Linked DNA regions of Mus musculus: all the other regions are linked to region 3. A link is a contact called in public HiChIP or PLAC-seq and promoter capture Hi-C data. All regions are on one chromosome and are shown on one strand. The core of a region is the stretch at or near the end of the contact, and the rest is flanking DNA. Distances in the headings are between cores, read along the strand shown. Region 1 overlaps She (src homology 2 domain-containing transforming protein E). Region 2 holds the start of Adar (adenosine deaminase, RNA-specific). Region 3 holds the start of Pygo2 (pygopus 2).

The links. Promoter capture Hi-C pulls out the DNA fragments that hold promoters and counts their contacts. HiChIP or PLAC-seq counts read pairs in DNA pulled down with a chosen protein or histone mark.
Region 1: a contact with region 3 is called in an H3K4me3 HiChIP or PLAC-seq map of bone marrow-derived macrophages, with 3 times the contacts expected there. The contact joins the enhancer-like site here to the promoter of Pygo2 in region 3. A contact is called at or near these places in 1 of 39 promoter capture datasets (embryonic stem cells), 12 of 484 Hi-C or Micro-C datasets (B cells, the G1E-ER4 cell line, the N1E-115 cell line and 7 more), 14 of 115 datasets of contacts at active chromatin or transcription factors (astrocytes, bone marrow-derived macrophages, embryonic basal ganglia and 8 more) and 2 of 9 other capture datasets (embryonic stem cells and macrophages).
Region 2: a contact with region 3 is called in a promoter capture Hi-C map of macrophages, with 6 read pairs. The contact joins the promoter of Adar here to the promoter of Pygo2 in region 3. A contact is called at or near these places in 1 of 39 promoter capture datasets (macrophages), 4 of 484 Hi-C or Micro-C datasets (the G1E-ER4 cell line, bone marrow-derived macrophages and embryonic stem cells), 13 of 115 datasets of contacts at active chromatin or transcription factors (acute myeloid leukemia, astrocytes, bone marrow-derived macrophages and 9 more) and 5 of 9 other capture datasets (adipose tissue, embryonic stem cells, liver and 2 more).

Annotation. Positions count from the first base shown.
Region 1 is chr3:89,856,898-89,860,966 of GRCm38.p6, forward strand. She (src homology 2 domain-containing transforming protein E) reads left to right here. Exons shown (of 6, transcript NM_172530.3): 6 at 1-1,949. Among named protein-coding and RNA genes, the nearest start is that of Gm46811, 13 kb to the right of the region's middle. Within about 2 kb of position 1,439, at least 35 of the 459 cell types and tissues checked have an H3K27ac peak or open chromatin away from gene starts, as enhancers often do. A contact at or near this core is called in bone marrow-derived macrophages, cerebral cortex, cortical neurons and 1 more, where this site is marked.
Region 2 is chr3:89,728,840-89,733,109 of GRCm38.p6, forward strand. Adar (adenosine deaminase, RNA-specific) reads left to right here and starts at 1,879. Exons shown (of 15, transcript NM_001146296.1): 1 at 1,879-1,999. The coding sequence starts at 1,972.
Region 3 is chr3:89,427,663-89,432,040 of GRCm38.p6, forward strand. It overlaps Pygo2 (pygopus 2), which reads left to right and starts at 2,552. Exons shown (of 3, transcript NM_001293768.1): 1 at 2,552-3,067; 2 at 3,465-3,514. The coding sequence starts at 2,965. It overlaps Shc1 (src homology 2 domain-containing transforming protein C1), which reads left to right. Exons shown (of 12, transcript NM_001113331.2): 12 at 655-2,367. The coding sequence ends at 783.

The sequences.
Region 1 (4,069 bases), core at 189-2,688, 430 kb after region 3:
AAAACAATTAAGCGCAGCAGGGTGTCCTAACCACTCACTGGTGAGCCTGCCAGCTGGGGCTTGTCCTCCGAGCTCCAAAAGATTGAGCTTTTTGTCCTTTTCTTCCTGATAAAGGTATTTTCTTGTTATCTTTATTCCTTTGAATTGATTCTGTCTGGGGGGGGGGTGTTTCTTCTGGTGAACCCTCAAGATGCTGTGAACATCTATAGCATCTAGAGAGCTGTCCACTTTTTCTCCTTTAGCAAAACTTATTTGTAAAAAAACTGCTTTCTTTGTTCCAGAGTATGGACTTAGACAGGGACCCCTGAGAACGGAAGGCATCTGTAATCCATCCAGCTGTCCAGGAGGTCCAAGAGTCCAAAACTAACCTTGGCAATAGAGCAAGGGTGTCTCCAAAAAGAATACAGGAAGGCAAAGGGCATTTCTACTTCCTGTAATAGCATAGCAGATTCTGTCCAGATGTATTCTAATCACTGTCTGAGGGGGCGCTGGCCAGTAGGATGTGCTGAGGAGGCAGAGACAGGAGGAGTTGAATTAGAGGTTACTCTTGGGTTACACCTTGGGCCAAAGAAATGGCTCAGAGGTGGAAAATGCTGCACTTGTAGAAGACCCTGGTTAGTTCCAGTATCCACATGCTGTCCAGGTCTAGGGGATCTGGCGCCCTCTTCTGGCTTCTGAGGGTACTGGGCAGGAACATGGTACACATACAAGCAAAACATTCATGCACATAAACTTTTTAAAAACCTGAATGAAGGAATAGAAACAATGGAGGAAGTCTAGTGAGTATGCACAAAAGCAAGTGGTGGTAAAGAAACAGGTGTCCCTTCCGGTTACTGAGAATGCTTTAATAGGCATCTGTAAGAACAGCCTGTATTGTTGGCCGTTTAGAGTCTGCGTCTGTGGTGCTGGAGTTCAGTCACTGGTCTCTGCCACAGGAAGGGGAGCTGGGCAGAGAACCAGTAGGGAAAGCTGGCTCTTCTCAACACAGGTCCTACCTTAATAGTCCTTGTTTGGTGTTTAGATTATTTACCAGTGTTGCCCCTGTTGGATAGGTCTTAATGTTTAATTCAAGAACAACTGTAAGTCATTCTTTGCTTACTAGATGAGTCTGTTAACATTTTCGTTAGGAGCTAATGACTTATTTTTCCTGGCCTCAGTCAAGAAGCCAGTGCATCTAGATTCATGCCCCCTGTACATGCTTCTGAAACTTAGGATTTCATTGCTCCCTTCCTGGGACCAGACAGCCATTGGTCGTCTTTCTGTCTTCTGTAGCCAGCACCCATTTAACCGTAAACTCCCTTGGGATCAATCTTTTGTCTTCTCTTTGCCACCTACATCCCACTAACTTGGCCTTGAAGAAACTTGACCTGTAAGAGCCTTCCCTGTAATTTAGCTTCCCGGCTTCATGGACCCTATGCAATGAAAGATGGTGTTCTACTGCCATCTACTGGGACAAGAAAAAAACTGCAGTTGAGAAACAAGGGTGCATTTAGGGTAGTTTGTCTCAAGGATTTTTGATACAGTCCATAAATCAAAATAAACGATGACACAGCAGTTGCCATCTTGAAATGTGCCCTTTACTGTAGAAAGGGTGTTTTGACTCCTAGTCTTCCCCTGGACCTAGGCTGGGTCATGTTGTTCACAATTTTAATTCTATTTTTGAAGACTGCTCTGTCAACAGATCATTGAGGCAGGAATCATTCTGTTAAGCTCTTAGCTGTTCCAAATGCTGTCAGGAGGATTTTACATTTAAAATATCAACTGATACGTCATTTTAACTTTTTAAAATATTTAAAAGGTTGTAATGCAGGTGCCTTGGCAATTGTTATTATAATGGAATCTTATAAATTGTTGGCTCTCTTCACCGGTCAGCGTAGCTGTGTGCCTTCCGGAAGATGGTTTACCCTGAAGTGTTACTTTCAATAAATGCTTTGCCAGGAAAACAGTCATTTGCTTTGTTCAGTTAGTTGCTGTTTTGGTTGGTTGGTTGGTCGGTCCATCAGTCTGTCCGTCGGTCGTGGGTCTGTCTGCTGGTTTTGTTGTGTTGTGGAGCTGGGTTGCATGTGCCAGGGTTTTGCCACTGAGCTGTACCCCGCTCAGTGAATTGGTCCCATTCATCCTGACAATCGCCTCCCTTCATGAAAAGTACTTCCTGTGCAGACACCTACTGGAGTGTTCTGTGAAACTGCTGATGCCAGAGTGTTCCAACGCAACGAACAGCCAGCAGCTGAGCCTCCCCCTCACTTCTCCCTCTACAGCCCTGCCACTCTGTATCCCTGGAGAATACAGAGCAGTGTGGTTCTCCTCTGTGGCTTAGTCTTCCCCAGCATGTCCTTTGTTCTCCTCCTTTGAGCATCACAATTAGATTCATGTGAATGGGTGTGAGAGAGTGTATGTGTGTGTGTGTATGTGTGTATTAGTGTATATGTGTAGGTGTGTGTGTATGTGTATGTGTCTGTATGTGTCTGTGTGTGTGTGTTTGTGAGTATGAGTGTGTGTTTTTGTATGTATGTGTGTATGTGTGTGTGAGTGTCTGTGTGTGTGTATATGTGTGTATGTGTGTCTATGTGTGAGTGTATGTATGTGTATGTATATATGTGAGTTTGTATATATGTGTATTAATGTGTATATATGTGGGTGAGTGTGTGAATATATGTTTATGTGTGTGTGCCTGTGTGTATATGTATGTGTCTGTGAGTATATGTATGTATGATTGTGTATGTATGTTTCTGTGTGTGTGAATGTATGTATGTGTATGAATTTTACTTATATAACTGTTGTCCTGGAACTTGCTTTTAGACCAGGCTGGCCATGAACTCAGAGTTACCCCCGTCTCTGCCTCTCCACAGTTGGGGTTAAAGTGCCTCCAGCACTCCCGGCTTTTTTTCCAATTTTTAGTGATGTGAAGAGGGGTGGTTGGTATGTGCACCTTTCTGCAGAGACCAGAGGCATCCAGTCCCTTGGAGCAAGGGCTACAAGCAGTAGTTAGCACATGGACGTGTATGTGCCCTTAACTGGTGAGCCTCTCTCCAGCCCTGGTTATTTTTATTTGTGTGGATGTGTGCAGTGTCTGCAGATGAAGGAGAGGGTTCTGGATCCCCAGATGTGGTACTGGGAGTGGAGTTGGTCCTCTTCACCACTGAGCCATCTAGCATCTGGTCTTACTGAGCATAGCTACGATTTGCCACCAGGTGCTGTAAGTACCTATCAGTTTTCTGAATTCGTGTGTAAGGAAAGAGGATGTTTACATGCAGCAATGCTCCTTCTGCCCCATCTGGGGAGTCAGAGTAATGCTTTTTTAGAATTCAGACTGAACATATTTGTAAGAGCCCAGGTTCAGGTCCTGAGTGTTGGATTCCTGCACTGTGAAGGGGCGAAGGTGTAAGGAGCCTCCTTTTTCAAATAAGGATCTCAATGCTCAGCTGATCAATGTGTCCTGGGTTAGTCACATGGGAAGCAACGGGCAGACCAGGTCTGCCTCAAATCCAGGTGTTTGCTTGTCAGTGTTGGTGTTGAGACAGGGTGGTGGTGGTGTTTATTTGGTTTTTGTTTTTTAATGTAGTCCAAGCCTCTACAAACTTAAGGTCCCCCTGCCTCTACCATCCTAGTCCTGGGATAGCCAGTGTGTGCCACCATGCCAAGCCACACCTCTACTTTCCCTTCCAGGTCATCTACTCCACCTGCAGAACCCTTCATGTCTGCAGAACAGGGTCAGTAAGGTGAGGTCCAGGGGATGCTCAGGCTTAGAGCACGGCTGCTTGGGCAGACTTCCCTTCCCAGCACGTATGTGGCTCACAGCAGTTCCACAGGAGCCACACCTCTATGGGCTCTGTGGTCATACATTCAAGCAAGCACTCATACACTAAAATCAGAATAAATACTGAGTTTTGAAAACACACCTCTACTCCCTTATATTTTGGTTGTGAGCCTAGCCTTTAGCAGCTGAGCCATCTCTCTAGCCCACACCACTCTACTCTCCAACAATGGAAATATATCAGGCCAACAGGACGTATAGGTTTGCAGTGCTGAGCAGAGTTCTCCCCCAGAGCCCTGGAGGTCTGAGCTCTCC
Region 2 (4,270 bases), core at 629-3,128, 300 kb after region 3:
TGAAAGCCTCCCAGATTATTTGAGCAAGTTAGACTGCTGGGGAAGGCCCTGTGAGTTTAGAAAATGAATGTTTCGGGGCTGGAGAGATGGCTCAGTGGTTAAGAGCACTGACTGCTCTTTCAGAGATCTTGAGTTCAATTCCCACCAACTACATGGTGGCTCACAACATCTGTAATGGAATCTGGTGCCCTCTTCTGGGGTGTCTGAAGATAGCTACAGTGTATTCCTATACATAAAATAAATAAATCTTCCTGGCCTGCAAGCGCCAAGGGGGAGGTTGTGATACCTTATTTTAGACACAACTGAGTTAGTTATTTGGGTGGTGACTAAGGAGTAGCCCTCTGAATTGGAACCTGGCAGGAGGCTCCCAAGCTCCTAGGGAAGTAAGCTGCTTGTGACAGGACTGTCACCTGTTTGTTCCCAAGGCCCTCCAGTTGAGGGGAAAACCTGGAAAAGGTAAACAGCCCCAGGTTGCAGTGGAGGTGCCACCTAGTGAGGCTGGGAGAGTTAGGACAGTTATCAAGGGAGCGAGACAAAGTTTAGGAATGAGACTGTCTGCGGGTCCTCAGTGGATCATTAGCCCCCAGAACATTCCTTCCATTTAGAATGCCTTGGACTTGAACCTGTCTTGTGCAATACATGATTGACCTTGGTTTTGCTTGGTTTGGGACAGGAGGTCTTCTTTCAGTATTGTTACATTGTTTCCCATCTGCTGCATTTGGCTGTGGTTTTTACTTCAATTGCTGTGTAATATCCTAAGGTGGGAACATCTGCTTATTTTAGTTTGATTGCTTTCAGTGTTGTGTAGCTTATCCTGCTAAATGCATATAATGGTTAAACCATGGGGTGTGTTTCTAAGTAATGACTTCCTGCAGTGACTGGGGTTGCTCCTTCTTGGTCCTCCTATGTGCTAGTTAATGGTGCCACACTGGTGAGTGGACAAGAACACCTACTCACTGTGACCTTTCCTGAGTTTCCCTGATGGCACAAGATTGAGCTCTTTTCCTGTGTTGATTGCCATTTTTTATCCCCCCCCCCCCAAGTTTCTGTTCCGCAAATTGTTTTACTTAGAGTGCACTATTATCCACTCACCTATGACTGTCTGGGACTCACTGTGCAGGGGATATAGGCGAGAACAGCCCTGCCCACTGGAGTGCCCCCGGGAGCACTGAAGGCAGGCAGCTATACCAAACAGGGAGGACATGATTGGGAGTGACTTTTGAGCCATCCATCTTGCCCAGACTGCTACATGCTGGGGCTTCTACTTACACTGTGTGTGCTGCTGGGTGCTGACGTTGTAGCATACACTAGATGCCCAGACTGCCATATGCTGGCCTACTTGCACCATGTGCTGGGTGCTGACACTGGTACAAACGCATCAGGTACCCAGGGATATGGAAGTGGAATTCCTCTGAAGTCTCAAAAACAAAACAAGGAAAGGGGGAGGAACATTCTAGGCTAAAGAACAGAATACGTGAAGGTAAAGAATTTTATCTACAAAAAGATAGGAAGTTTGGAGCAGCCAACAGGGGGAATGAAGGACAGGCTAGTGGGGACAGGGCATTGGCCAATGGTCACTCTAGGAGTGGACAGACTTGTAAATCTCGCAAGCAGTAGGGATTAAACACGGAAAAGGAACTTCCTCACAGGGCGGAGAGGGCGCTGTTGAGTGAAGCTTTCCAAAATACCGTGAACAAAAATAAGCTTGTCAGTGAAGTAAATAGCTCCCAAGCTCTCAGAGAACGTATATAGTGCCCTGCTAGTGGAGGTGGAGTGGTGAGGAAGGCGGTGGGCGTGGACTACGGCGGCCCAGCCCTTATGGTGGGCAGGATGCTGCTGCTCGGCTACCGGGAGCAAACCCCTCCCTCCTCTTGGCCCAACAGTTGGGCGGGGAAGCCTTTTCAAGGAAACGAAAGTGAACTCTGGGGAGCCAGCCATCTTACGGCCACAGGTGCGGGCCTTGCCGGCACTATGTCTCAAGGGTTCAGGGGACCCACAGGTAAGCCCGCGGGGTCTGCACCCTCATATCTGGCTCGCGTAGTGTGAATTACGAGGGTCACGTTCTCCTTCTCAAGCCGAACTGCCAGCCCTTCTGGGGATTTCTGTTCAGTTAGTTCTTGTAGCTTTGAGCAGTCTCAGGAAGGAGGCTGGTCAGAAGATAGACCAGCGTCTAAGCCAGACAAGGACCCAGGCCGGGGCAGACACCCCTTCTCTTTCTGCTAAGACCCCTGATGCCTTGCTGAGCCGCTATAGCCCAACATGAGCAACTTTTCTCATGATCCTCTTTGCTTTTTCAACTTCCTGAGAAATTTAAATTATCTCAACTAACCAGCAGGGGGAAGTCTTTTGCTTTATGGCCAAGAAGGGTGTCTTTCTGTAGCGCACTGGGTAAGCTTCGTGGAATTCTACTTAGCACTAAAATGAACTTGTGATGTCGTACATGAGCCCCAGCTGCAACGTTCTGAACAGAAAAACCCAGATTCCGAGGATTCATGCTGTGCACAGCACTGGATCTGTCATTCTGGAAAGCAGCGGGGATGGAAACTGACCCTGTGGTGGGATTAGGACTGTTCCTTGCCTTGGTTTGACCATGCTGGTTTGTTTGCTTTTGAGGCAGTTTCTACTTGTCTTGTGTTGCCTTGATTGCCCTTGAGCAAGCCACCAGTCTTTTCTCCCTAGAGCTGGAATTGCAGGCATGTCCCACCCAGGTTTATCCTTCAAAATTTTAAAAAGCTATATGGGATGTACCAATAGCCTCACACTTGATAAGCAAATGCTCTACTACTGTGTGTGTGTGTGTGTGTGTGTGTGTGTGTTGTAATTTGGGGGGTATGATGGTACTCATGAGGCAGAGGCAGGTATTTCTGAGTCCCAGGCCAGCCAAAGCTGTGTAGATGGCCTCAAAAACACAAACCAAAAAAACCCTACTCCAACAACCAACTTTTAATGTTGCAGATGTACAGGCACACTTGTACTTCTTTCTACGACAAAGGACAGCCTCGGAACTGGGCCCTCAGGCTTCCAGGAATTTTTCTTCTTGGTCCCCTATACCCTCAAGTGTCTCACAATTACTGATTTTTATACCACACTGTGTTTTGTTTTGTTTTTCTTGGGTTCTGGAGATTCAGATTCAGGTCCTTAAGATTGTGTGGCAAACGCTTTACTCACTGAGTCATCTCCCCAGCTCTTAATGGTGTGTGTGTGTGTGTGTGTGTGTGTGTGTGTGTGTCTACCTTCCCTCAAAATATTGCAGGCATCTGACTTGAAGGAAAGCACTTTTTACATATACTACAGTATGCACCTATGGATCATAGATGGTAAAGACAAAGGACTTATCTGTTGGTCCTAGAGATGGAAGGCAGGATTAGAATGGTGTTTGAAGAGCCATGTTTGATATTATATGTTAGGATGGTAAGATTGCCAGTCACGACAGAAGGCTGTGGCCCAGCTCCTGTAGCCTTCAGGCGAGTCAGGAAGGCTGTGAGCCACGTCAGAGATAGCACTACATGTTCTGTTTCCTTCTCTGGTCCTACCTCCCCGAAATAACTGAGTAAATTCCTTAGTTTCATTTCTTCTGTGCCTATTCTAGTGTTTGTGCATATATGAACTCACTCTCTCTCTCTCTCTCTCTCTCTCTCTCTCTCTCCCTTCTCTTCCCCCCCCCCCCAAACCAGGTTTTTTCTTTTCAACAGAAGAAAGCTTAACTTACATGTACTCTACCATTTACACTTTTCACATATACAAATTTTTTGTAGTAAAAATGCAAATGTATCCAACACAGATGTTCAGAAATTGTGACTAATGTTCCACAGTGTGAGGCTGTTATAACTTATTCAACTACTTTGTAGCTACGCACATATATTTCCCAGATTTTGTCTGAAAATAGCCATTTAAATCAAGAATGTAGTTAGGGCTGGAGAGATGGCTCAGCAGATAAGAACAGTGGCTACTATTGTGTCACATTGTCCAGTTCTGGGGGGAGGTAGGGTCTCTGCCTTCTGTGGACACCAGACACACATGTGGTGGACAGACATAAATGCAGGCAAAGCACCTATACACATAAAAATAAAATAAGTGTAAGAAAAGTAATTTATCTAGAAACTGACTTTAACCTTGAAATGAAAATGTCTTCTTTCTAAGTTCACTCAAAAAACTAATTGGATCTCCTACAGCCCCCATTGTTGAGCTATGTGATTGGGCTACTCATGTCAAGCACCATGACACCTCTGTCCCAAGCCCTGTGGGATGGGCGCAGAAAGAAGACCAGGGA
Region 3 (4,378 bases), core at 1,302-3,801:
TGCTTACTTGATCTTTTGCTAAGTGAGGAAATGACACTGGAAAGGCAGTGGTGCCCAGTGTCAGTGGTTAGGGGGTGGAGACCCCAAATTTTCTCTTGCAAGAGGAGTCAGGAGCCTCCCTAGCTCCTTAGCTTCAAACTCAGGGTTTTGTTTTGTTTTGTTTTGTTTTCAACAAATCTAACCTGCCTTACTATTCCATACAACCTTGGTTTCTTTTCTTTTTCTTCTTTTTTTTTTTAGGGGAGGGGTGGTGGTGAGGTTCAAGACGGGGTTTCTCTGTGTAGCCCTGGAACTCACTCTGTAGACCAGGCTGACCTCGAACTGAAGCGCTCCGCCTGCCCTGCTTCCCCAGCGCTGGGATTAAAGGCTGTGCCGCCACCGCTCTGCTCAGTTTCTTTTCTCTTCTCAGCATTTTTTCCACCTTGGTTTTGCATTGTGTCACTTTTGAGAGACACCAGCTTCCTTCAAGTCAGAATTTTCACTGTCAGCTTCCGTGATTTCTGGTCTCCTTCCCCTTCGCCCAGTTCACTGCCCATTCCCACCCATGTGACTGTCTTTTCTGTAAAGATGCCTGGATAATCACGGCTGCTGGCCCGCCTTCCTCAGTCTTCCTGAGCTCTTCTCTTGACCCAACCTTCTCTCCCTGCCTCCCAGGTTCGGACAAAGGATCACCGCTTTGAGAGTGTCAGTCACCTGATCAGCTACCACATGGACAATCACTTGCCCATCATCTCTGCGGGCAGCGAACTGTGCCTACAGCAACCCGTGGATCGGAAAGTGTGATCCTTCTCAGCTTCTCCAACAGGATGCTCTCCATTTCCGTCTCCCGTATTCTCTAACTTGTGGGACCTCTGTTTTGTGGGTCTGGCCTTGGGTGGGAACTGGGAGCAACGAGGACATGGGTTTAGTGCCCACTTGAGAGAGAGAAAAAGAGGGTTTCAGTAAGGAGCCTGGGGTAGCATCCTGCCTCTGGCCAAACTTCACCAAAGTATTAATGTGCAGAGTGGTCCCTTGTCTGGGCCTTGCCTGTGCCAACCTGATGCCCTTCCCCCCCAAAGGGTGGGTTCTTATAATGGAAAATGCCCTGTGATGATAGGCCCAGTGGAGCAACTGCCCTTTGGGGGAAGGGAAATAATTATACCTCTGGTTTACTCCTGGGTCTTCAGGGTACCCCAGATCCCGCATAACATATCCCACTCCCTCTGCTTCCCCTTAAACTTTGTGCCTTTGACTATCATAGGTCTGCAGATACTTAATGCAGAGTTCTCAGGCCCTTCACGTGTGGACAGGGGTTACTGCCACCTTGGCTTCTGGAGCCCTGTCCTATTCAGCACCCCTTCCTGTGTCTAGGGAGAATAGGGACAGGAGTGGCCGCTATCTGCTCTGCCTTTCGGATGTGCAGCCCTTAAGAGATTGCCCCAAGCCTGAATATGGTGGCGCACGCCTTTAATCACAGCACTCAGGAGGCAGAGACAGGAGGAATTGTGAGGCCATCCGATCTACAACAGAGTGAGTTCCAGGACAGCCAGGGCTATGGAGAGAGAACCTGTCTCCAAAAACCAAAAAGAGCGATTACCCCAGAGCCTTCTTCCTGATGGTAGCGGGGAGGGGCAGGACTGGACCCATCTTGCTCAGTGCCTCCTGACCTCAATGCCTTTCCTCCAAGGGGTCTGTATACATTTCTCAAGCCTGCTCCTCCCATGTTTGCATGTGTGTTATAGTCTACAGCCAAAGTATAGCCCTCACTGTAACCCCATCCTGCCTCCCTCCTTTGGGATAGGTGTGTGCGTCTGACTTGGGCCTCCAGGGTGTGTACAGTCAGTGTGGGTTTTGTGGAGGCAATAAGACTGAAGCAGTAGACAATCCCCAATACCATTTGCAGGTCTGGAACTGCACTCTCTTTTTTAAAAAACATGTATACATTTTAGGGCTGTAGATTTATTTTCCTGGTTTTGTTTTTCATTGCTGACTTTTGAGCACAGAATTATGATAATCAATTACATTTATACATCACCTCGATGACTTTTCCAAACTTTTATTTTTTTTTTTAAACAACTGTTGGGATTTTACTCCCTGGCCTTAACTAGGACAGGATTGTACCCCACTCCTCCCCCCCCCCTTTTTCTTTTTCGCCAAGACAACTGAGCAGAAATTTGGCTGAGCAGTGTTGTGGGACTATGATGTGATAGTTTTAGATCCTACCTTCTGCTTTCGGGCAGCTGCAGCCAGCACAGAAACCTTGCAAGCTCACTCTGTGTGTAGGCTTTCTGGACAAGGAATGGTCGCCAAATTTTTGGTTTGGATGTCTTATACCAAAGGGAAATAGTCTTCATTAAAGTTCGTATTTCTTTTACCTCGGCCTCTCAACTCCTCTGGAAAGTCTGATTGATGGGGGCTGTCTGTGGGAGGTGGTGACGGACCCCATCTGGGCTAGGTCCAGTGGGCTCCAAGCCAGCGCCAGCCCGCAGGCACCAGTTTGCAGAGATTTGGGGAGCTGCGAGGCTGTGCGGTAGGGACGTATCTGCAAGGCGACTGGCTCGCGGCGGGAAGGGGCGTGTCCGGACCGCCCCCAGGCCCACCCGCAGCTCGCACGGCCCCTGTCGAGTGGTGCGTTCCACTCTGCTACCGGGCTAGCTGGGCGGCGACAGGCGCACTTCGGAGGAGTGGCGTGGCGAGGCCCAGCCTTCCTGGGTGCGGCGTCTGGGCCCTTCCCTGCTTTCCCTCCCCACCGCGTTCCGTGGTGGTGACCCATTGGAGTTCCGGTTCCGGTTGCTGTGGCTGCGGGCGGGCGGTGAGTCTGGAGCAGGCGCGCAGTTGGTGCAACGGCTCTGTGCTTTCCCCCTCGGCGTGGCTAGGGCTTGCTGCTGCTCGGGGGGGCTGCGCTGCCCCTGACTCCCCTCCGGGCGATGGTGCGGCCCGAGGACGCCTCCATCCCCCGCCGACGCTGACTCGGGTCCCCAATCCATGGCCGCCTCGGCGCCGCCCCCACCGGACAAGCTGGAGGGAGGCAGCGGCCCCGCACCGCCCCCCGCGCCGCCCAGCACCGGGAGGAAGCAGGGCAAGGCCGGTGAGAGCGCAGAGAAGGGCAGGGGCTGTTGAGGCCCGGGACCCTGGAACCTCGGATGGAACGGTTGGGGGATGGGGGAGGTTGCCTAGGAGCCTGGAGGTAGCCTCAGGTGAGAAGGGTCAGTGGTTGGAGACAGGTGTCACAGAACACTTCAGGTTTTGGATGACACTGAATTGAGACAAACCTGGTAGTTTCAAGAGATTGGGTTATCTTTGATTTGCAGGAAGACGTAGCTGAGAGTATAGTCATACTAGCCATTTTTCATATCTCACCCCTGTTTCTTAAATAAGTAAGCAAGTGTACGTGGAAGTTAGAGTCTGGAGAGTGGCTGGGAGGAAAGAGACTTGTAGAAACCTCGGGAAAACTTGCCTCCGTCTGCCCATTGCTGCTCTTCTAGGTCTGCAAATGAAGAGCCCTGAAAAGAAGCGAAGAAAGTCCAATACTCAGGTAAATGGGGGTCTGTGGTGGGAGTATCGTAGAAGCCCCCCCTGCTTTGTCTAGCTGTGTACCTGGCTGCCCTCTTGTGCTTTCCACCAGGTGCAGGGTCAAGAAAAAAACAGAAATACTCTTCCTTCTTTTTCCTTTCGGATCCTAGTTCTGTCTTGATGACAGCGTTTAGCCCAGCTCCTTTCCCTTCCTTTTTGAGACAAGGTCTCTTGTGTCCCAGACTGGCTTCATATTTGCCGTGTAGCTAAGGATGGCTTTGGATCTTTATGATATTCCTGCTTTGGCTTACCAAAGTGATGGGATTCCAGATGTGCACCGCCATACTGGTTTCTGTAGTGCTGGGGACCCTCTGGACAAGTGCGGGGTCCCTTTCCCAGAACTCTGGAGGAGAGGCATCTGTGAGCTACCACGTGGGTGCTGGGAACAGAACCCAGGGCTTCTGCAAGAGCTGCAAGTGCCCCTAAACCCGTGAGCCATTTCTCCAGCCTGGATTCTTGTTGCTGGTATGACTGGCATGTATCACCAGGCTCAGCTTACTGAATCTTTTCTAAGTGTCATAATGCTACAGTGCTTTAACCGTTTATATTATAAAAATTGAGGAAAATACTAGTTTTATAAAATTAAATACTTCCTGGGCCAGGCCAGCCAGGGTGGCCACACAGAGAAACTCTAAACAAACAAACAAACAAACAAACAAACAAATATTCTGAGTGCCAGCCTACCTATTGTGCACAAAACCATGAGTTCAAACTCCAGGACCTTATAAACCAGATATATACATCCCAGAAACAGAGGTAGGGGGATGAGGACAGTGAGAAGTTCAAGGTCAGCCTGGGTTATAAAAGATACTGTCTCAAAATTTAA